Linked DNA regions of Hordeum vulgare: region 2 is linked to region 1. A link is a contact called in public Hi-C data. All regions are on one chromosome and are shown on one strand. Each heading gives the region's core, a stretch centred on a gene start, on an enhancer-like site or on the middle of the called end of the contact. The rest is flanking DNA. Distances are from core to core; before and after follow the strand shown. Region 1 has its middle 110 kb from the start of LOC123404010. Region 2 holds the start of LOC123404063 (phytosulfokine receptor 1-like).

Region 1 (7,510 bases), core at 1,796-4,295:
TCAGGCATTTTAGGAGTGCTCAATATGGAACATAACACTGATAGTCGGAAACTAAGGCGACAAAGGTGGAACAAGTCATCAAGCAAAAGGCCAAACCTTCCACCTTTTACCAAGTATATAGATGCATTAAATTAAATAGCAAGAATATTGTGATATTTAAAAGATATCCACGTTATCACATTGAATAACCTGCACCTGCAACTAGAAACTCTATAAGAGGGGCTGAACAAGTGTAACTTAGCCAAGCAATGGTTTGCTGGGAGGTGGATGGTTAGAGGCTTATCATGGCATTTCTGGGAGGCTTGACAAACAAGTGGTAGGAAGTGATACATAGAGATAGAAACAAGACAACTAGCATGGCAATGATAGTTGTGGTATTCACGGAAATGATCATCTTGCCTGAGATCCCGCTTGGAAGAAGAACGAATTCTTGAAGTAGACGAACCAACATAGTCGAACGAATCCTCACACTCTAAAATGCTTTTGGAACTCTATCGAGAAGAAGAAATCCATAAACAAACAAATGACATGGTAAACACCGCAACATATTCATTACATGATGCATAATCAAGTATGATGCATGTACGGTTTAAATACGCAAGACATTACAAAGCAAAACAATTAACTTCTACACATTAAGTAAAGTTCAATATGTAACGAGTTGCATATTGATGAAACTCCACGCTCGAATCATTTAGTTCACTCTCATTTAGTTACACGACAAGTTTAAATGTCGTTAAACATGGAAAGAGATGAAGCATAAATAAACTATTTATGTAGGCATTTTAAATGAGGTTGGAAACAACATATAGTATTTTTAAAACAACCTCATATGTAAATTTTGAAATTGGTACAGGTCTGTCCTAAAACATGTTTTATATTTATTAAATGGGTGAACAAAATGCACCAAGTGATTCTACTCGTCATTCTAGGAGATTTACATATATGAGCTATGGCCTAAAAGATATGACCAACACAAGATAAGTATGTCATGAATGCACAATGCGTACAAACAACAATCAGAAACATGTTAATCCTAGATGCGACAAGATATTATGAAACTACATGGAATTCTAGGCAAGTTTCATGTACGACATGTTCAAAACGGAGCAACGGTTCAACAATTGCAAACAACTCAAGTTTTAGTTATAATCTGTCCAAAACAACAACATAGCAACTTGGAATCATGAAAACAACAAGCTACATGAACTTAAAATGCACAAACAAGACATGGGTAGTACTATGTTATATGCACTTCATTTCATCAATAGAAATCATTGTGAAAAGAGTCATGGACTAATTGCTAGGATGCTCACAACATGTCTAGAAAATATAAGAGATTAGGACTTAGTGAAAATCACAGATTTTGAAAAATATATTTAAAATGAAGGCATATTCATGGAAAAGTTTAAATATGCTATAGAACTTTTCATGGAATGTAAATGTACAACATGGTAGTTGACATAATGGTCATTTCATTCAACATGAGCATGGTCAAAATCTGCACAGAAACATGGCTAGCATCAACACAAAAGGCTATCCAAATCAAACGGATTCTCACACTTGGTGAAAATAACAGGATGCAAGTGTAGTAGTTCTTCACATGTGGGCATTTTTTACGACAATAATAACTACCATTCAAAGGCAGCTAATGACACAACATGATAGTCCAACATGCTTTACAAAATACTTCAAGTGGGCAACAACAAAGGGGCTATAGATCAATGGCCATTAAGAAGACAAAACAACAAGTTGCATAACAATTTTCAGACTAAGAAATATTTTAAAATCTCAAAATAGCAACATTGTGTAAGCATGTTCATGTTATGAAAACTAACTAAACATGAATTTCATGGCATGGCAAACATACTAGCAAATAGTCACGACATACTATAAATTACCCAATTGGCACTAGTCCAAAGGATGCATTGTTTGCTTAGTATGATTTTTGCAAATGGTACTTTTCATTAACAAAAAAGAATATTTAACATATACCTACTTAAGTGTAACAAATGGACATGATGTAGATTTTTTACATCAAAACCAATGGCATGGCATGATAGAGAACATCACAAATAACAAATTACATGAACGAGCCACATGCATAGGAGTTACATTTATTTAGTTATGAAATAAACCGTTTTAATAGGCCATTAATGCAAATTGCGTGAAAACAGTATTTTTTAAAAATTAACCCATGTGAAAGTTTGATATTGTGAATTTACACGAAATTCTGAACATTTTACATATATAAAACGATTTCATCCGATGCACGGTTAATTAATTATTAGCATTTTAAAATGATGTTCTTTTAAAATCTGCAATGTCTTGATAATTAGATAAATCGCAGACGAAGAAAAAATACACGGGGCAAATCTGGGCGAAACTGGGCTAACAGGGAATGGCGCAAGATACTAAATATGGCCCGTGGCACGGGTTAACACACGCTAGGGCTAAGGTTCTCACCGTACTCAGCTGGGCTGAAGTTGGCTTGGCACAAGAGGAGGCTGGGCCAGCACGTGGCACTGGTGAAGGATGGGCTTGGAGGCGGCCCATGCGGTAGGCGTGGCACGCCAACTGCGGGTGCAGCTAGGGCTCACGACGGTTGTTGGCCCGGCCTAATGCGAGGTCAACGCAAGCGGGAACGAGGGCATCGTCCTCCTCCAACGAACCAGAGGAGGCGCCCGCGCTGATGAACTCCTACGGGCGGCGCGACGACATAGAGGAGGGCACGAGGTGCAGTGAGGTCGGGAACAGACAGAACGTGCCGCATGGCAACCGTACCCGGTGGTGGCGCGATGAACGGTGGCGGCCAGAGCTTGGGCGGCGACATCCATGGCGGGTTCCTGTAGAACGGGAGGGAGAGAGAGAGAGAGAAATTAGTGAGAGGAAGAGAGACCAGAGTAAGGGACCGGCCTGGTCGAGGTCGTCAGCCTCGTGGTCAAGGAGGTCCTCCAGCAAGCTCGAGCGAGCTTCCAACGCGAGAGCAGCCGGGTCGGGCCGTCGGGGAGGCTCACGGGCACGAGCACGGGTGGGTTTCGTGACGTCGGTGGATGGGCTTCGTGGGCCCGAATCGGGCCTGACGGGACGCGACGGGTGAGGGAGTTGGAGGGCGTAGGTGGTGGGTGCGGAGCAGACCTGGCCAAACGGGCCGGCCCGGCCCGGCCCACCATAATCGTGCCAAGCACAGCATGGCACGCGTGGGTCCGATTATTAGCTGGGCCGTGCCGTGCCGGCTCACCGGCGCAGCCTCCCGGCCCACGCACGACACGGAGGCTATACGGGCCGGCCCGTAGGCACGCCAGGCCCGTTAGTCTGTTAGTTTTTTTAGGCTATTATTTGGACTGATTTTGGCATGTTAGGCTATTTTGGGCCTATTTTAATATAGGTTAATTCTTTTATCCTATATATATAAATGAGTAAAAAAAATAAACGGGTCGTGCCGTGGCGGCCCGCGTGCCCAGCCCTCAGGCCCAGGCACGGCCCGAGGCGTGTCGCGTGCCTGACACGACCCGTTTAAATCGTGCCGGGCCGGGCCCTGTCGTGCCGTCGTGGCGGGCTGGCGGGCCGGCCTGTTTAGCCCGGCCCGTTTGACCAGGTTTGGTGCGGAGTAGTGGTGGGAATGATGAGGCACGGATTGTGGGGCCCACAGGTCTAGGGTTTCCACAATAGGCAGGATAGTGGGTCTATTTATAAAAAGGAGGGCTAAGTTGGAGGTTTTAGTCTGCTTTGAGACCTTACGATTTCGATCGGACGGCTCCGGTCAGGAGGTAGACTAGGTGGGTTGTGGTACGATGTGGAGAGGTGTTGGACTGAGATGAGAGAGAAGTGTGTGGTCCCTCATAGGTTTTAGAAATACCGAAAGTGTCCGTGGTTTTACCAGCTATAGTGGCGTTATAGGGTTATTCGTTCGGGTATCAAACGACCCTCGAATGCGGCAAAATTTGATAGGTGATCTACCTACAATATAATAAGAGTGCACGCCAAATTTCAACCCATTTGAAAAATATTTTATACCCACTTTAAAGACAATATTTTCAATGATGCCACGGGCGCGTGCGAGTGTGTTTGGCCTCGAAACGGTCAACGAGAAGAACGAAAAAACTGGCAACTACGAATGGATGCAAGTTTTAGAAAATAAAGGCAACAGAGTGCCGATGAAATGCGAATGATGCGAGGATGACTGCGACAAACAAATAAATCACACGACGAAGCCCAAAATAAATGGAAGGCATGTGGAGCGTTGGCCTCGGGCTGTTACAAGTGTCGTGTTAAAATTTGGAATCGTCCAATGTTTGTTTGGACGTTTTTATGCATTCATTGAGTTTTCTAGGCATTTAGTGTGGATATTTAAAGTTTTAACTATGTGTAGAAGCTCGAGTGCATCAAAATGGATTAAAAATCACATATGTGTTCCCTCGTTGCATGTTTAGTTCCAATGAATTCCAAACACCCCGGCGTCGTGGATCGGCCGTAAACATTGAAAATGTTGATTTTTAAATTCCTATAAATCCGAAACTCATCTGAAATTCATGAAACTTGGCATGGTGCCATGAACTGGCACCAACATGCTGTGGCAAATGCTTTCTTCAAATTGGGAAAAGTTTTGGCATAACCTTCTTACAAACTAGAGCTTCTCACTAGAAGCCGCGTGGTTCTGATAGGGAACATGTCACATTTGTACACAGAGCGGCATTCATTGCATCTTCTCACATTGAATTTTTTTGGGAGGCGACATGTATTACTAGTAGTGTCATGTTAAAATCTTGAATTATCGAGGGTTCGTAAGGACGTTTTTAAACATTAAGTGAGTTTTCTAGGCATTTAGTGTGTATATTTCAAATTTTAACTATACGCACGTGCTTAAGTGCATTAAAATTGGTTGAAAAATAATATATGTGTCCTGGGTGCATGTTTAGTTTACAAGCAAGTGGGAATGAATTTCGAACAACTTGGCGTTGTGGATGGATTGCAAACATTGAGAAGCTTGGTTTTTAAACCTATAAATCCAAAACTCATGCGAAATTCATAAAGCTTGGTATGATGTCATGAAATGGCACCAACATGTTGTGGTTACTATTTTTTCCAATATGGGAAAGGTTTTGACATAAGTTTCTCACAAACTAGAACTTCTCACATGAAGCCTCGTGGTTCCTATAGGGAGCGTGTCGGGGATATACCCCGTGGTATAACTTGGCTAGAAGCATGACCCGACCGGGACTTAGCAATTCACTGATGACCCGACCGAGCTTGGCAACTCACTGGTGACCCGGTAGGCGGGTGAGATGAATGACAAGATTTAAGGCCCAAGGTCCGGCGTGCACCCCGACATATGTTGGGTGCAAATTGTTTGTTTATTTGTGTGCAACCGCTGAAGACGGTTGTGGTTGATATTCGTATTGGTTCGATAAACCTTGTTTTCATAACCAAGGAAAATACTTACCCACATTGTGCTACGATAACCCGTTCCTCTTCATGAAAAACCCAACGTAAATCACAAGTATCAGCCAACATGTCCAAGTCGTCGACGCCATAGCTAGCCTTCTGAAGCTTTTGCAAGTAGACATGTGGCCAGTTGTGGACCAGTAGAGAAATCAACAATATACAAGTCTACTCCCCTAAAGCCCTCGAAGACTTTGTATTTGTCAGATTCCATGACGACTATGCAACGATATTTGCCAAAGATGGCAACATATCAAGATCACAACGCATTAAAACCGACATGAGGATAAATTTGAGGGATTCGACACGCATGACTTTGTCCATGTGTCGTTCCTTTTAGATTGCAACCTTACCTAGACCCTATACCTTGTTTTTTTTCCTTTGTCAACGTAGGTGATATGCTTCAAATGAGATGGAGCTAATGGAATGTCCATCAATAGGTTCTTGTCACAAGTCATGTGATTAGTGCATCCAATATCGAGGACCCACTTAGGTGCTTTAGGTGGTTCATCCTGCAAATGAATTAGTTCAACTTATGAACTCATATATTTCAGAGTGAAGAATATGACATCAAATTCATCAAACTTGAATTTTATCAAACAATGTAGTAAGTAAAGTAGTATGAAGGCATGAGAAATGAATATTGATTTCATCATGATTATCTCGCGTCCTTTCAAGCCTTTCCTCAAGTCTCCAACAAATTCTTTAGACGTTTAAGTTTTTCTAGAGACCTTTCCTGCACAAGAGATTAGTTCATTTTCTTCACCACCCATAACTGGAGGGGTGGTACAGAGTTCATCATTATACAAGCACCAAATCAAAATTTAGGCATTGAAGCTAAGCACTTCGTTTCGCAGTAGGGGGGGTTAGAGTAATGAAATGCATATGCAAATAAATTCTTAGTGGATTTATGAACAAAATGGTTTGAAGAATAATGCACATATTCACGACCATCAGATATTCCCTATAAAACAGAAGCATTAGGACGAGAAAGAGTAGAATTTTGACCATATAAGGAATTTGGTCCATGTGATGGCATTGGTCCATTTGAGGAATTTGGTCTCGGCTTCCTTGTTTTCATGGGTGGTTTCATGAGGACATTCAACTCAAGACATTCCATGCAACTCTTGGGAACACAGATTTTCCTCATATGAGGTCCATTCATGCAGTTAGTTCCAACATATCTAGCAAATACTTCACCATTTGATTTTTGAACAGTTTATAGTTGGAGTAAAATGACTCATGATAGGAATAAGAAGATTCAGAAGTAAAACCAGATAATACAGATGGATCTATATGAGGTACTTTTGCAGCAACCCATGAGGTTTTGGGATATTTCCCACGCTTCGAGTAAGATCCATCAGCATTCAATTTCCTCTCGAATGCAATACCCTCTTTACTAGGGTTACTATCGGAATCGGGTCTCCTCAGACCCACAAAGGCTTGAACTTTGGGGTGCGTTCGCTCTCCTGTCCCGTTCTATCTCTCGGTTGCACTGCGACTCTCTGATGGCACGAGCTAAGGAAAGGGAACAAGAAAACACGAGCAGTTTACTCAGGTTCGGGCCACCTTGCGGTGTAAAACCCTACTCGTTCTTGTCTGGATTGCTTGGGGTGGAAGATGAGTACAAAGGCGAGTTCTTGCCCTAGTCGGGACTCAGGGATCTCTCTCACTCCTATAGAGGACATGCCTTTCTTTTATACCGGCCTTGGTCCTCTTCCCCCGAAAACACACTCGGCGGCGAGGGCCGCCAGAGCGGCCATTTTTAAAGGGGATAGGACTGCGGACCACCCCGACAAAGGTGGTCTTCGCCTACAAAATCCCTTCCCCATGGTGCGCTGGTGGGCTCGGGGTGACCTCCGTCCTACCGAGTCCCCAGCCTTAGTCCTCTTGCACCAATCAAGAAACCCTTCAGAGTTGTTTTGGGAGCCCGCGAGCTCACCCCGCTTCCTTGAAACAGAAGTGGCAAGCTCTCCTGTCCATGTGTGCTTCCATCACTCTTGTGTCGCCTACGCAACATGCATACCCACGCAAGACACAAGGTCGTGGGCCCCTGGCAAGACGCCCT
Region 2 (7,510 bases), core at 3,013-5,512, 270 kb after region 1:
GAGTGTAGATTCATTCATTTTGCTTTGTATGTAGTCTCCTAGTGAAATCTCTAAAAGGTCTTATATTTTGAAACGGAGGGAGTATTATGGAACGCAGGGAGCACTAAATTGCACGTTAGACTCCCATGAAGCATCTCATATTCATATGCAATCATCAGTCATATCTTACAGCTATTCACTGTGACAAAAATTATTCAAGAGGGTAGAAATTGAGTACAGGTATTCCCACGTTGGTCACTGTTATTGAACTTCACTCTGTTGCTTCAATGGTAGCACAAAAGTTAGCAAGCCATAGCACTAGTTCATGGGCTGTGAGTACAAGTATTTCGACGAAGGTCACTGTTATTGAACTTCACTTTGTTGCTTCACTGCTAGCACAAACGTTGTCAAGCCATAGCACTAGTTCATGGGTTAATGGTCTCAGTTTTGGTGACTTGCTAATGCACAAACATGCAATATCAATCATCTTCATCATTTGCATCTCAAATTTCTTGTCATACATTGCACGGTCCAATACGTCGGCTTCACGGTGTTCTCCTTTCATGTGTATAACCCATGAGACCAACTCCCTAGCCCCCTTCCGCTTGCACATATCAACAGGCCTCTTTCCTGTTAATAACTCCAGTAGAACAATGCCAAAACTATACACATCACCTTTGAAAGTGGCTACTGAAGACTGGCCATACTCAGGGGGGATGTAACCTAGTGTGCCAACTAGGTCAGTTGTCACATGTGTATCATAGGGACAAATCAGCCGAGCAAGCCCAAAATCAGCCAGTTGAGCTTCAAAATTCTCATCCAGGAGTATGTTGCTTGACTTGATGTCACGGTGTAGTATGTGGGGTTCGCATGACAAGTGCAGATATGCCAAACCCCGTGCTGCTCCTTTGGCTATCTGAAGCCTTCTTTGCCAGTTTAATCTGGATGGACCATCAGGCTTTTCATGAAGCCAGTGGTCTAGGCTGCCATTTGCCATGTAAGAGTAGATCAGGAGCCTGTCACTGCCATTCCTGCAGTAACCTTGTAGAAGCACAAGATTAGGATGCTTAGCTTTTGATAAAGTTTCCACTTCTGCTTTGAACTCCCTCTCCATCTGGCCAAAATCACCCGATAGTCTTTTGATGGCGATCTTTGCTCCATCTGGTAGTGTTCCCTTGTACACTAGACCAAACCCACCACAACCAATGATGTTAGCCTGATCAAAGTTGTTTGTAGATTTCAAGATGTCACTGATAGTCAATGCCTTGTCATCATCTTCGTTCTGAAACAGAAGTACCAGTGATGCTGGTGCCAACTCGAATGCTACATTTGTATCTACAACAGCCTTGACTATATGATCCTGCCTTCTGAAGCTTCTCTTCAATGCAAGTACAACAGCAACAGACAAAACCATCACTGCTCCAATTGCAAGGCCAATAACTATTCCTAATATGAGACCTTTATTCTTCCGATTTCCTGTTGCAGACATGATGGGAGCATGATTCGAATGACATAGGGGTAAGCCAAAGCGGGTGCCACAGAGGTTGGGGTTCCCCTCATAATCAGAACCTGTGAATGTTGAGAATTGCCCTCTTAACGGAACTACGCCCATTAGATTATTGTATGCCACACTGAAGCTTGATAGAAAATTCAGCTTTGTCAATGAATAGGGAATGCTTCCGGTAAGATTGTTATGTGACAAATCCAAAGATTCCAAGCTAGACATGCCTGATAGCTCATCAGGAATGATACCAGAAATGTTGTTGTTACTGAGGTCCAAGGTATACAGGTTCTTGAGACTTCCAAAGCCCGGCAATATGACACCTATGAGCTTGTTATGGCTGAGAACTAGAGACGGTGGGAAGCTGCTAACCTGATTGTACTGCAACCCTTTGCCTGTTTTATTCCTTTTAATGAAGAATGGAAAATAATCAGTCTCTGTGGATTGCTGTGAGCTGTTGCATGTAAGAAGGCCCTTCATACTCGAGAAACTGTTTGGTATTACCCCTGTAAGTGAATTGTTAGAAAGATCCACATAGAATAGAAACTTGAGATCACCAATCCATGCAGGAATATCCCCAGACAGTTGATTCCATGACAAATCTAGGACCTTCAATTCTCTGAAATTAGCTAGCCATGGTGGTATTGCTCCAGAAAGATGGCTATTAGCAATCACAAACACTTGGATCTTATGAAAGCCATATATTCCAGTCATCGGCAAGGCCTTCCCATCATGGAAGTTTTTTGTCAACACAAGGCTTGTTAGGCTTGGACAGTCCTGAAGGACAGATAATGCCGAGGAAATATTTGTGAAGCTGTTGTTCGAAAGTGAGATGTAGGACAAAAACTGAAGCTTTCTGAAATCGGCTGGTATTTCGCCACTGAGGTTGTTTGTGCCAAGATTTAGGCTTCTGAGGTGATGGCAATCTGACAAGCTATCAATTGTGCCAATGAACCTATTTGTCCCAAGGTCAAGTGAGCACAGTTGTCTCATCTCCAAGCAATTGAGGTTGATCCTTCCATTCAGTGAATTGTTTCGCAAGTACATCATCTTCAGTGATGGCAACTGGGACAATGAAGCAGGCAATGGGCCTCTGAAGAGGTTGGACTGTGCAGAGAAGTACTCTAACTTGCCAAGCCTACCAAAAACATCTGGAAGTTGTCCAGAGAAGGAATTAAAAGAAATGTCCAGCTGAGCAAGGCTGGACAGATTGCCAAACCTCGGGCTCATCCTACCAGTGAGCTGATTCTCCTGCAGAGACAAATTCTTCAGAAATTGCAACTTGAATAGGTTGTCTGGCAAGCTCCCGGAGATGCTGTTGAGCTCGGCATATAGCTCCTCGAGCTTTGTGCAGTTTCCGAAGCCTGCCGGCAGTTCCCCGGCAAAGAGATTCGAAGTGAATCTTATCACACGGATCACTCGAGATGACTCACAGATGCTTGAATCAATTCTCCCGGTGAACATATTGTACCCTGCGTCGAACACCGTAAGCTGAGCTGAACCATGGAGTGTGGGATGGGTGCCGCTGAATGAGTTGAAGGATATGTTGAACACATCAATCACTGGGAGTGACACGTTGGCCGGGAATGTGCCGGAAAGCTCGTTGTTGCTTACGTCGAGCCGCTGCAGCCTATGGAGCTGAACGAGGGGTGCCGGGATGGCACCACGGAGGTTGTTATTGGAGAGGTTGAGCCACTGGAGATGGTCCAGCTGTGCAAGCGAAAGTGCCAGCTCGCCCTTGAGGTTCCTGCCATGGAGGTCCAGCCTGATGACCCGGCCGCGAGCGTCGCATGTGACACCCGCCCATGCACAGCAGTTAGCCACTTCGGATGTCGTGTTTGAGAGCATCCAGCTGCTGATGCCTCCGGTGAGACCTCTCAGGAAGCCTTCCAGTGCACCATAATCATCTGGGTTGCAGGAGCTTTGGTTGAGGGAGTAGACCGGGGACAGGAAGAGAAGCTGCGTGGACAAGCACCATAGGATGAAACAGGTTGGCCATGTGGTAGTGCGTTTCATCAAGAAATGCCCCATTGATGCAAGAAGAGCTATGCTGATGCTCTTGAATGGGGAAGAGAGGTTCTTGTTTGCTGTGTTCAGGAGCTATGTGATATCTAAGCCATTTGGGGCGTAAAGCTGGTTTCCCAAGCAACAATGGTGGCGGCAGGCGGCAGTGAAGGATGAGGGAGGGAGGCGAGGTGTGAGACGGTAGGACATCAGAGTAGGGTGGTGCGTGCTCCGGTTTTGACCTTTGATTGTGCAGGCACTCGGCAGTGGGAGTCCCGAATTTTCTTGAGGAAATTGATTGTCTCTGTCAACTTGCTAGAGAAATCCATGGTCGGAAATCTTTTGACTTGCGTTCAAAGTTGGCCTAACCGTCCTTTTCATTCTCGCTTTCCTTTTCCTTTTGGCTGTTTTCGGGATATGAATCTAATAACTAGCGTGAAAGCGGACTGGTGAAGGATACGGCCTGCATACAAAATGGATATTGCTAGATATTCGAAGAACTAGATTGATTATGCTTCTCTATGTGTGGCTATTTCGCACGGGTGTAACCGATTGCTGTTGAAGGCACTTCTACGAGCTCAAGGGAGCAGTCTCTTAGAGAATATACAGGCAATCAATCTTGCAGATATTAGCACTGTCGATTTTTTTATAACAAATACAGTAATATTTTTTACATATAATGGGCCCTGTCATGGACGTAATACCAAAATCATGATTAATTAGGAATGCTTTCCATAAGATATTTATATGTTCGAAGATAGCTAGTTGCTATACTTGTCAGGCTTGTACTCCCTTCGTTTCTAAATATATGTCTTTTTAGATGTTTCACTAGGAACTACATACCGATGTATATGAACATGTTTTAGAGTGTAGATTCATTTATTTTGCTCCGTATGCAGATCTTTAATGAAATATCGAAAAATAATTATATTTAGGAGGGAGTATATCCAAAAACTGAAGGATGGCTGGTTGTGGCAGGTTGGCAGGAGAGTCAACGGCCAGCGGCAAGCTGTGCATGTGCAGCCGCCCCTTTCGGCCGGGCCGGCCATGGCCCTGCCGTGCCCTCCCGTGAACATATGGCACGGCTCCAAAAGCTAGGCGCTTATTATACGGTACAAAGGGCTGGGGAGAATTCTACTCGTACTCTGCATTTTGGTCTATTATAAATTAGGCTCGAGTTGATGGCTGATAAAATCTGTGGATGAAGCACTGCGCTCTGTTGTTGGTGAGAGCTGGGTCTGGGTCATCGGTTTAATGTTATCTGGCTCGGTGTCTACCCTAAGAAAATACAGACGTACGAGACCATATGCAGTTTAATTTTGGAACTCGGCGAGTCGTTTGGAGGATTTAATGGAGCCTATCATCATTCCTTTAAGCGTTATGGAACTTTAAGACGTACGTGTTGTCGTCTCGTATTTCACCGGCCTGCCATCATATATTAGTATTATGCATATGATACTATATCTGTATGTTAGTATTATGGAATTATTTATTTGTTGTCATGCATAACGCACGGTAGCATATCATTTAAGATGATATGATATCATGATATGATACTCAACCTTTTCTTTTTTCATTTAGTTCTATGTCATTTTATTAAAATTACCTAATTGATATGCATCATACTACCTGTTCCTCAGTGACATGGTAATTGACTTCATATCATATAGGAACATACATCTAATCGTGGTAAAATAACAGACTGAGCTAGGTATGGTGCAAGTTGCCACCGGTGCGCATTTCGTCTATGGCCACTCGGACAGGGGCGGCCAATTACCTGGCGGGAATGCTACGCCACTTGCACGCCCACTACCCGTAACTTTTGTCTTTTCCTTTGCCTTCTTTTCCACGAATTGCCGGACCTGTGCGGTTGAGTAGAGTCTTGGAAAGGTTTAAATTTGGAGTTGATTTCCCTGAGAGAGATGATGGCGTGCGTGTGCAAGAACACTAATGAGTAATGACCGACCGCTCTAGGACTAGGAGGGCAGAAAGCCCTTTTCATCTTTGGTTTAGTGTCATCGTTAAATCACATGTACTCCACTACAAGTCACAGACTGCCCGTGCCACTAGTGCACAAGACTAGATAGAATGCGCAGCATCTCAATCGTCTTCATGTGCACAAGACTAGATAGAATGCGCAGCATTTCAATCGTCTTCATGTGCACAAGACAAGATCGTATCCGGCCGTCGTGAACCGATAATTTGGGTAATATTATTTTTTGCTTTAGTGCGTATCTCTCCTTTCTAGTAGTATTTCGCAGAGACTTTAACGAAGAACATATCCGCGCGATTAATCAACAATCATGGCACGGTTAGCCCCAGACTTATAAGTAATCCAAGTCGCGGAACCGGATTCTGGTGGCTAATGGTGCGCCTTATCTCCCTACACAACCCACTAGCTAGCTAACAACAAAACAACCAGTGGTGGAGCGATGGATTCCTTTGGGATGGAGATATTGCTATTTTTCCCGGCGGTCAGTGGGCACTAGGATGAAGATGCCCGTCGCCCCTTTCCTCCAGTCCAATGAGCTCGCGGTCCGGCACCTGACATGGGTCACCGGAGCAGAGAGCACGCAGCCACTAGCGGGTGATCGATGAGCAGAGAACACTGGTCGTGCACCGAGTAGACTCACCGGGAGGCGGCAGCGTGACATCGGCATGTACCACTACCGCTATCATCATACCACCACCAACGACCGCGCGATCGACCGACACCGTGCCAGTGCGACGAGACACCACCACTTCTCCGACGATTTTGTGGGCGGTGGGCCGGCGAGGTGGCGTCGTCGGTCGACCGCTTTATTTCACTGTCATGACCTAACCAAACCATCCATCCGAGCGGCCCATCCAAGGGAGCTAGCGTAGAAAGGGTTGCGTCTTCGGCTGACACGGCCGGTCGATGGGATCAGGCTACGACCGCCGATGTCTTGCTTGCCGCTTGCCGGCCTCCCGAGCCGTGCCCACTCTTGATTTCACCGTTGCGTAAGGCCAATTCCAACACGCGCTCCAAAGAGACGTCCATTTTAAGTGGATTTTATCCAATTATAAGTTAGGCAAACGAACGCCGTCCGGTCTTGTTTACGAATGAGAAAAAGTTTATTTTAAACCTTAAACTTGTATAGCTTAGCTAAATCAAATCTTTAACTTCGAATCCCCATCGTTGGCACCTTGAACTTATAAATTCCAGTATAAATCGAACCTTGAAGCTGTTTGATGCACCGGGAAAGCGACCATCATGGGATTACATCTTCGAGGTCGCTCCTTTGATGGGTTAGTCAAGGTTTATTTTTTATGAATATGAAAAAATGTGCATGTTATTAAAAAATGTTTGCAAATGAGATATAAATTTTCAAAAATTAACAAATATTCTTAATGCTGGAAATACTTCAGGAGTTTGAAAAAAATGTTTGTGAATTCAAAAATGTTCACAAATCTGGAAACAAATTCGGAAATAAAAAATGTTCTCAAATGTTAAAAAGATTCAACAGTTTGGAAAAATGTCTGCAAATTGGAAAAGGTTTCTTGAATTTGAAAAACTTTCATGAATTCCAAAAATGTTTTGAATTTAAAAATTGTTCCTGGATTTAAAAAATAGATCACGAACTCAAATGAAAAAAATGTTTATGAACTCGAAAAGTGCGTTCACAAATTTATAAAGTGTTCATGAATTGGAAAAAAATGGTCATGAGTTTGAAAATATTTTGTGAAGTTGAACACATACCCACAAACTCGTAACACGTTCATGAAGTCAAATTTTTTTGTGAATTTGAATTATTTTTCATGATTTTTTTTGAAACATTCACAAGTTTGAAAGTTGTTCATGAATTCTAAAAAATACGAAGTTGAAAAATGTACAACATATATTTAAGATAATTGACCTTGTATTGTAAAATGTTCAATGTATATTGTAAGTGTACATCAAAGTTGATACATAATGTTTAAAAATAAATCTGATAATAAAATAGGGAAAATGAAAAATAAAAAAGAAAGAAGGAAAAAATATGTAAACACAAAAATGTCTATGGA

Evidence for each region. A called contact is a pair of places that touch in the nucleus more often than the background predicts.
Region 2: a contact with region 1 is called in a Hi-C map of leaf, with 6 times the contacts expected there. The contact joins the promoter of LOC123404063 here to the enhancer-like site in region 1. A contact is called at or near these places in 3 of 6 Hi-C or Micro-C datasets (leaf and seedling).

Annotation. Positions count from the first base shown.
Region 1 is chr6H:380,509,911-380,517,420 of MorexV3_pseudomolecules_assembly, forward strand. No RefSeq gene overlaps it. Among protein-coding and RNA genes, the nearest start is that of LOC123404010, 110 kb to the right of the region's middle. Within about 2 kb of position 3,046, at least 3 of the 3 cell types and tissues checked have open chromatin away from gene starts, as enhancers often do. A contact at or near this core is called in leaf and seedling, where this site is marked.
Region 2 is chr6H:380,774,741-380,782,250 of MorexV3_pseudomolecules_assembly, forward strand. It overlaps LOC123404063 (phytosulfokine receptor 1-like), which reads right to left and starts at 4,263. Exons shown (of 1, transcript XM_045097988.1): 1 at 109-4,263. The coding sequence starts at 3,511. The coding sequence ends at 353. It overlaps LOC123404064 (a long non-coding RNA gene), which reads left to right. Exons shown (of 2, transcript XR_006611619.1): 2 at 4,463-4,972.